Linked DNA regions of Rattus norvegicus: regions 1 and 2 are each linked to region 3. A link is a contact called in public Hi-C data. All regions are on one chromosome and are shown on one strand. Each heading gives the region's core, a stretch centred on a gene start, on an enhancer-like site or on the middle of the called end of the contact. The rest is flanking DNA. Distances are from core to core; before and after follow the strand shown.

The links. Hi-C and Micro-C count contacts between places; a contact is called where the count stands out from the background.
Region 1: a Hi-C map of Schwann cells shows a contact between it and region 3, with 5 times the contacts expected there. The contact joins the enhancer-like site here to the promoter of Chn2 in region 3. A contact is called at or near these places in 4 of 12 Hi-C or Micro-C datasets (the A7r5 cell line, Schwann cells, kidney and 1 more).
Region 2: a Hi-C map of liver shows a contact between it and region 3, with 1.8 times the contacts expected there. The contact joins the enhancer-like site here to the promoter of Chn2 in region 3. A contact is called at or near these places in 2 of 12 Hi-C or Micro-C datasets (kidney and liver).

What each region holds. Positions count from the first base shown.
Region 1 is chr4:84,394,439-84,397,168 of GRCr8, reverse strand. All of the region lies in intron 3 of Cpvl (carboxypeptidase, vitellogenic-like), which reads left to right. Among named protein-coding and RNA genes, the nearest start is that of Cpvl, 20 kb to the left of the region's middle. Within about 2 kb of position 1,253, at least 7 of the 93 cell types and tissues checked have an H3K27ac peak or open chromatin away from gene starts, as enhancers often do. A contact at or near this core is called in the A7r5 cell line and Schwann cells, where this site is marked.
Region 2 is chr4:84,554,283-84,556,982 of GRCr8, reverse strand. All of the region lies in intron 1 of Chn2 (chimerin 2), which reads right to left. Among named protein-coding and RNA genes, the nearest start is that of Chn2, 77 kb to the right of the region's middle. Within about 2 kb of position 1,277, at least 5 of the 93 cell types and tissues checked have an H3K27ac peak or open chromatin away from gene starts, as enhancers often do. A contact at or near this core is called in liver, where this site is marked.
Region 3 is chr4:84,477,695-84,480,449 of GRCr8, reverse strand. It overlaps Chn2 (chimerin 2), which reads right to left and starts at 1,461. Exons shown (of 13, transcript NM_032084.2): 1 at 1,278-1,461. The coding sequence starts at 1,326.

The sequences.
Region 1 (2,730 bases), core at 4-2,503, 83 kb after region 3:
ACCCTCATCCTGACACGTCAAGTCTCTACAGGGTGAATCCTCTCCCACTAAAGCCAAACAAGGTAGCCCAGCTAGAAGAACAAATCCCACATATAGCCAACGGCTGTATACAGTGGGATAGTCCCCGCTCCAGTTGTTCAGGACCCACGTGAAGACTGACCTGCACATCTGCTACAGATGTTTGGAGAGGCCTAGGTTCAGACCGTGTATGCTCTTTGGTTGGTGGTTCAGTCTCTGAGAGCCCCCAAGGGTCCAGGTGAGTTGACTCTGTTGGTCGGCCTGTGGAGTTCCTATCCCCTTCAGGGCCCTTAATCACTGGCTAGATTTTTGATGACGTGACCCAAAATAATCAGCTTGGAAGAGTGAATGCCAATTGGAGAGTTACGTCTATCAGATTGGAATGTGGGGGCTTTTCTTGATTAGTGATTTATGTGGGCAGGTGCCACCCCTAGGCTGGTGATCTTTCCGAGTTATAAGAAGGCAAGCTGAGCAAACCAATAAGCAACATTCCTCTGGTCATTGGTTTAGTTCCTTCCTTGAGCTTTTGCCTCAGTTTCCTTTAATGACGGATTATAAAATGTAAGGTGGAATAAGCGCTTTCCCACCCCAGTTGCTTTTGGTCCTAGTGTTTGTAACAGCAACAGAAAGCAAGCGAGAACAACAGTGTTGATTGAAAGAACTGAAATCGGTGTCTTTAGTCCCCGCTTCCCACCTACTGGCTCTCCATTTCAGCAATCTGTGTAATGTGTAATAGAAATTATGTCTACGGTGTCTTGTTATCTGTCTCTATTGTCTGCGTCTGGCTGGAGATACAGTTTAAATGTCTGGGAGCAGAGCTGATACTTGGAAAGTAATGGGCCACGTCAGGACCAGTTTAGATTTCAGGAATTTTGCTTCCAAGTGACGATCCATGAAGGCACAGGATAATTTTCTTTGCCCATTATTGACAGTAGTGGAATGTGCTAGTGTTGACAGTCGAATGGACAGACTAGAACATTGAGGAAGGAGTAGACAAGTTTGTGACTGGCCACCAGGGGTCGCCAGAGAATTAAGAGGGCAATGGATAAACCAGGCCTCCTTTCCCTCCTCTCCCACTCCTCTTTTTCCCTCCTCTTGACCCGTCTGTTTGTGTAGCCCAGGATGTCACACTTCTATCTTCACTTCCCTAGCGGTGGGGATGGCAGGCGAGTCTTAACACCGCCTCGTTTGTTATCTGTGTACCAGAACCGGTCAGCCTCTTGGACTTCATCCATGTGTAGGCGTGGATCCCACAAGTCTAGGATTCCTCCGCGCCTTCGCATTTCATCGCTTCTTATTTCAGTAGCGCTCGAAATGGTTTTATACTCAGGCCCCTGACTCATTCATAAAGGGTTTCTTTTCTTCATCATCCACCAGATAATTCTTTAGCAGGGGTCCATCCCAAGACATTTTAATAACCACCTCAAAAGCCCTGCCTTTGATTACTCGAACACGCGTTCCCCTGCCTATCTGTCCACATATGTAGCCACACTTAGCTGTCTTCCCACCCACCCCCCACAAAAAAAAACAAACCCCAAAACCCCAAAAAACCCCAACCCCCCCAAAAAAACCCCAAAAAACAAAAAACAAACAAAAACAAACAAAAAACCAAAACCCAACCGGAACTGACTCTTTAAAAAGATACACGACACTGACTGAATGAAGTGTTATGCCCTGTACCTGCTGCTCATATGTATAACAACCTGTGTCTGCATGGAGACACAGAGAAATGAAGGCATGTACTCAAGAACACACAAATATTAAAATAGCTACATGCAACTCCAGTCCTGGCCGTGTGGCTCTCACATCCACACTCTTTACAGAGTGCATCCCAACCACCCACCCCCTTCCCAGCTGTGAGTAGGAGCTAACCCACAGCTTGAGAGAGCAGACAGTGTATGCTATTAGGATGAATTTACACACTGTACTGGATACATGCAGCATGGTGGTGCTATAACTCACTGCTGTGGAGAGACACCTACAACCTGGGGTCCAGTGAGAGACACCAAGATCTCATCACTTAACCGTGTCTACAGCATTTGTGGTGCCCCCAAGTGGAGAATGCACATGGCTTGTGCACAGAGAAGGCTCCTCAGACGTGTCCATGATGAGTTTAGGGAGTGAGACTTGGGATGGCAGGGGGGCAGTTCTTTGAAAATGATCTTTAAAACGCCTTAATTCAGAATATGTCCTCTAGAGCTGAGAGATGGTGGGGTCTGAATTCACCCCTATCAAACCTGAGGATCTGACGGCCCCCTGAGCTACGTGGCAGGAGAGAACCAACTCCCAAAACTTGTTTATTGACGCTCATAGGTGTGCAGTGTAAATAAATAAATAAATGCATAAATAAAAAACACGTGATAAGATTTCAAAGGGAGTACCCTGTTTGAAATATAACAGGTATTGAGGAAAATTACTTTAAGCTTTGAGATGGGGGAACTAAATATCTTGAATCTTAACTATGGTAAGATTAATATTTCCAAAGGTCTGAATTCCATCTTACCTAGAACTAATTAGCAGAAGTTCCTTCTTGCAGTGGCCCCCACGTTTGCAGTGAGGTTTTGTTCAGATCACAATCATGGGTTTCTCCTTTTCCCTGGGAGCAGGGCCTCACCTCTCAGGTGGGAGCTGGCTATGTCACGGAGGATTATCTGTAAGAACTTTATGCCACTTGTGTGGGCCATAGCAAGTATTGTCTATCATGGTTACAGT
Region 2 (2,700 bases), core at 28-2,527, 77 kb before region 3:
CTTATGGCACCAGAAAAAAAATTGGTTGAATTCAATGGTGTTTGCTCATCTACAGACCAATTCCCTTTTAGATATGAGCAGGGAAAGTGGGCGAGGCCTCTGGGGAGAGGTGGCTTCTGTTTCCTCTCTTCTGACCAGCAGTCCTTTCTGTGGCCACTTCCACAGCTTGGTTTTAATCTCCTCTGCCACTTCATGGGTCTGCCACCCATGTCATCCTTCCCTGCTCTGTGGGTCATTTTCCTGTCTTTCTCTGTGGCTCCTCTTAGGATTCTCAAATTTATTTGTTTGTTTGTTTTACTCTGAGAGAGTTGGCAGTATTAACCACCATCAGCAAGCTGAGCCCACACCGTTCCTTCAACCCTCAGACATCCAGTCCTGATCTTCACAATGTGGGTTTTTTCCTATTAGAACCCACTGTGTCTGGGTTCTCAAAAAATATTTCTTTTTTTTTCCGGAGCTGGGGACCGAACCCAGGGCCTTGTGCTTGCTAAGCAAGTGCTCTACCACTGAGCTAAATCCCCGACCCTCAAAAAATATTTCTTAAGGCCATGTGTGAGACTGTTTGAGATTCCTAACATTATCAAATTTTGACCTATTTCCCCCATAAGGTAAAGATTCTTTACCATACAGAGGAATCAGAAAATAATATTTTACTCTTCTACACAGTTTAACGTCCCTTTTGCAGGGAAATTCCCCCCACAATAATCAAAACGTTACTCATTTGGCAATGGTCTGTTATTAAACACGGTTTATAAGGCTCCTTCTATCCTGCAAAGTGATTCACCCCCGGGTTGCAGGGTTCAGATGTGGAATAGAATGGGTGGCCAGCCAGCAGAGGCAAAAGCAAACCAATTCCGGCTTGCCAACGTCAATGAAATCGGCCAACACAGTGGCAGACCTTCACAGTGTTTCAAAATGCCATGCATTTCAGTACTTTCCCTGCTTATAATAGTACACGGTGGACATTTTCTGAATTGACTTGAGGGGTCTCCGTAGCAGGCTGTTGGTAATAATAATATAATAATAATAATAATAATAATAATAATAATAATAATAACAACAACAACAACAACAACAGAAATGCTGTGGGTCCATTTACTCAGCTTTTGTTTCTGAAACTGATTCTAAAGTCCAGGGAGAAAGAGTTTTCAAAGCAGGCACATGCACCAAAGTGCAGGGAGACCGACTGCTTGTGCAGACAACTAGGCCGGCCTGCATTATCAGTTAGATCTTCGCTGCTAGTGGAAAACCCAGTGAGGTCACCATTCCCATCCTGACCTGCTGTGTCATGCCACTGCCTTGTCAGCATCTGCCACCTCTGCAGTGTTTATGGAGGAGGCTGACAGAGTCCTGGGCCTTCCTACCACCCAGCTCCCTAGGATGCTCTGAGTCCTGAAGCACAACGGCCCATCCCCTCCCATCCCTCCGTGTAACCCATTCTCTTCCATAACTGAACTGTCCCTTGCATGTCCCTTTATCTCCGGCCAGCTCTCCCGGCCAGCTCTCCCGGTGTCCTGCTCCATGTTACCCTCAGCCTAAAGCTTAACACCATCTTCACAGCCCTCAGACTCCTAAACTCAGCTACTCCGAAAAGGCAATTTATTTCCCCACTAACCATCCTGTGTGTTGTTAATCCTAAAAAACTCCTCCTTACCTTCCTTACTCCACAAATTCTGTCTTCTCCTGGGTACAATCACACACCCCGTTTCCCTCCACCCTAGCTTCTGCTTCCTTAGTTGGGGCCTCCTTATGAATCACACTCCCAATAAGGAGCTTTCCTTGCCTCCTCCACTTCTACAGCTCAATTCAGAGACCCCCACTGCCAACAGATCATCTTCCAGATGCACAGAGGCGCCTGCCTTCCTTTCCTCCTCAGGACCCCTCCCCGCCCCCTCCTCACAGCTCTCGGCCGCTCAGAAACAAGGGAACACCACACTGTCCAGTGATTGCACAGCGTCTCTCTAGACTCCACCCCTCTACACTGAAGCCACACATTCCTGCAGGCTGTTCCTTCCGAAAGACGTACCTTTCCTCCTATATTCAGGCTGGGAGCACCAATCAATCAGGTTCACCTGTCTTGCTCTAGGAAGTTTTCCTGAAACCTCAGTCCATCCCTGCCTCTGATCCAGCATTGCTGGCTCCATTTTGTAGACATTTGTCTGTACATTGTCCCTCTCCGGTGGATCAGAACTGAGCCTGCAGCACGGACGTGCAAAGCAAATGAGAGTCTCAGCAAACATTTGTTGACCACATTAATTCCAATATCTCAAGAATAACCTACCAAGACTGCCATGCAGGGCCGGCAAGATGGCTCAGTGGTTACACTGGCTGCTCATACAGAGACCAGGTTCAATTCCCAGCACCCACATGGCAGCTCATAGCTGTCTGTAACTCCAGTTCCAGAGGACCTGACACCTTCACCCAGACATGCAATGCAGTCAAAACAGCAATGCACATAAAATAAAATTAAAATCATTAAAAAATAAAGTGTATCTTTAAAAAAAGGATGGTGTCATGCATGTGGACGGCCACCCTAAGTGCCACCCATAGTCATAGATTTCTTTCGCCGTGGTATTTTTTTTGTGATGTCCCTATGTCCCACCATTAAAGAAAGCTGACATATAAGAGAAGATAATTACAGAAAATGTTTTACTTTCTATATTTTAGGGGGCGGAAGCCTAATTTCAGTCACCGTGAGAT
Region 3 (2,755 bases), core at 212-2,711:
AAAAGATAGCATGTAGCAAGCATTCAAGAGAACAACTACTCTCTGGTCACAGTCACCTTGTGTCTACAATTTGGTTAGTTACACATCCACAGCTGTGGTTCCTTTCATGCCTGCCTTCCTGCCCAATGCTGCATCTCTTCTCCACACTGAATTTAATTTTTGGAGAATAAAGAAAAAGAATTCAATGGGACACCATACAATATTAATACACAGAGCATTCCCACTAGGACTTTAAGACTTTTCTTTGACCCTTGAGTTCTGTATGTCAAACAGAACTGTGTGTCTTAACAGCCATCCCTTCAGGGTTTCTTATTAAAGTTTTCAGTGACCAAAGGGGTAGGGGAACTGTACCTAATGCATCATTCTGATTAGAAACCTGTCATGTTCAGAAACCAGAGGGGCTGCCTCCATTGATTCTTATGCCTTTGCATTCATTATCATTTTTTTTCTGTTCAATTAGACCTGCTGATCAACCATAGAAAAGCTGAAAGCCCTTTTTTTCACCCAGCCACATTTAACACAGAAAAAAAATGGAAGCCTTGAAAGTAAAATTACAGCGTAGGATAAGAACGCGTCTAGAGCCCCCCTCGCTCGCTCCTGCACACACACATGCTCTCTGTGTCTGTCTCACAGTCTCTCTGTCTGTCTCTGTCTCTCTCTCTGTTTCTCTGTCTCTGTCTACACACACACACACACACACACACACACACACACACACACACACACACACACAGTTCACAGGGTAAACATGCCAGGAGTCAGAGAGGCTGGGCTCGACCTCCATTCCACTATCCCACTTTAGTAGGACGAGCAAGACACATTTTCCTCCTGGCTGCTCTCTCAAACCCATGCCCCAAGCGAGTGTCTCCAAGGAGCTAATTTCTGAAACAAACAAAGAAATCCGAGTCTGCAAGGAGCTAGGGTTTGCACCCTTCTTTGGCTCTGGGTATCCAGGGTAGCAGGCGCCAAGATACACAGGTCCGGAGCTCAGCTGTGCCCTCACCTTCCCGGCGCTTTCTGCCCCCGTTCCAGCTGTGCAGAAAGTGCAAGGCTGCTGGCAGCTACTGCTCGCCAGGAGCCCCAGACTCCTGGTCCGCAAGCCTAGGACACTACCGAGTCCCACCTCTACGCTGTCACAGGTCAGACGAGGAGGTGCTGACCACCTTAACAAGTGTCCCGGGGACGCTGGTGCCCCGCGCCACGCTCTCCTAGAGCGGGCGGGACGGCCACAGGTAGACTCTCCATCCCCGCACAGGCGACCGCGCGCTGAAACTCACCAGAGGACACGGAGGAGCCGGACAGACTAGAGTTGCTGGACGCTGCCATCTCGGCGCCGCGCGTCGCTGCTTGCTCAGTCCCGGTGCGGGCGGCGTCGCCGCTGCCCTCGGCCGGCCGCTCGCAGCCCGCGCGGCCCCCAGCCCATGGCAAAGTCCTGGGGACGCGCGGGAAGCACCGGCCTCCGGACTCTGCCTGCACTTCCTGCTCCGCCAGATGACGCGCTGCCGCCGCCGCTATTTATTCGTGCTCGCTGTCCCTCTCGGCGCCTGGGCGCGCTCCGCTACGGGCGTCGGAGTGGCAGGGGCGCAGCGAGGCCGAGGCGGCCGGCCAGGAGGATGGGACCACCGCTCTCAGCGTCCCCGCTGTCCCCGCTGCGAGCCCGCTCCCTGCGCGCGACTGGAACCTGGGCACCCCTGGGCTCCCAGCACCAGCTCTAGAGAATTCAGCCTCCGCCGCCGCACTTCGAGCGGCCCGGGCAAAGGCGGGGGAGACAGATAGACAGCGACCTCCCCCTTCTCCCTCCTCCCCAACTCAGCTCGCGCGCGCACACAAAGGAAGGAGGAGAGGAACGCCGGCGCTCCGGGCTGAATCCACTCTGCCCGCTTGACAGCTCCAGCACCCCTGGCTGCTGGGGGAGGCTGAGGACCAAGGGGTGGGGACCATCAGGACTCGGAGCCTGCCCCGAGGTGTTGGGCAAACCGCCAGGGACGCGCAGCGGACCGAGCAGCAGTGTACAGCGCTGCTTCCCGAGTTAGAGAAGGGGATGGAGGGGTTGTAGGAGGAAGGTGGCAGCAAGCTCTAGGCTCTGGAGCAACCACACAGTGTGGGGAGGGAGTGCGGGGGGGGGGGTCCCAGAAGGCGAAGGCGAGGTCTCTGAGGATTAGGTGCGGGGCAGCAGGCCAGGATGCCACCGAGGCTGGGAAGCGCCCTTTCCACCACCCTACAATTTGTCCTTTGTTGGTCAGGAATCGAAGGTCCCTGCCCTGGTGTAGGTCTCCTAAACCACTCAGGGAGCCGATCTGGCTACACTGAAGTACTCCAGTCACTGGCAGGGACCGTGCCCCAAAAGTCCACTATGCTTCTGAGACTGGTGTTAAAAAAAAATAAAAATAGAGACATCCCAAAGGTGGCATCGGTCTTACACAAAGAAAGTGGTCCTCTGCCCCTTGTTCGGGTCCTCACAAAAGACTAAGACTGCAGCAGGTGCAACTGAAGCCTTTAAGGATAAGGAATTGCCTAGGTGTATGAGAGAAAGGGACTGGGGCTGGTCTGTGCCATTCTCCTGTATTTAAACCTAAATTAATTTCACTGGAAGGAAATGTCATGCAGATATATATTTTAAAATCCGTTTCACGCTCCCAGCAGAGTAATCGGTTCTTTCATTCCTAAAGCTACAGAAAACTGTGAAATTTGAACAGAAATTGTTAGATCAAAGGAAAAAAAGCAAACATTAAAGGAATGAAAGTACTCTCATTAT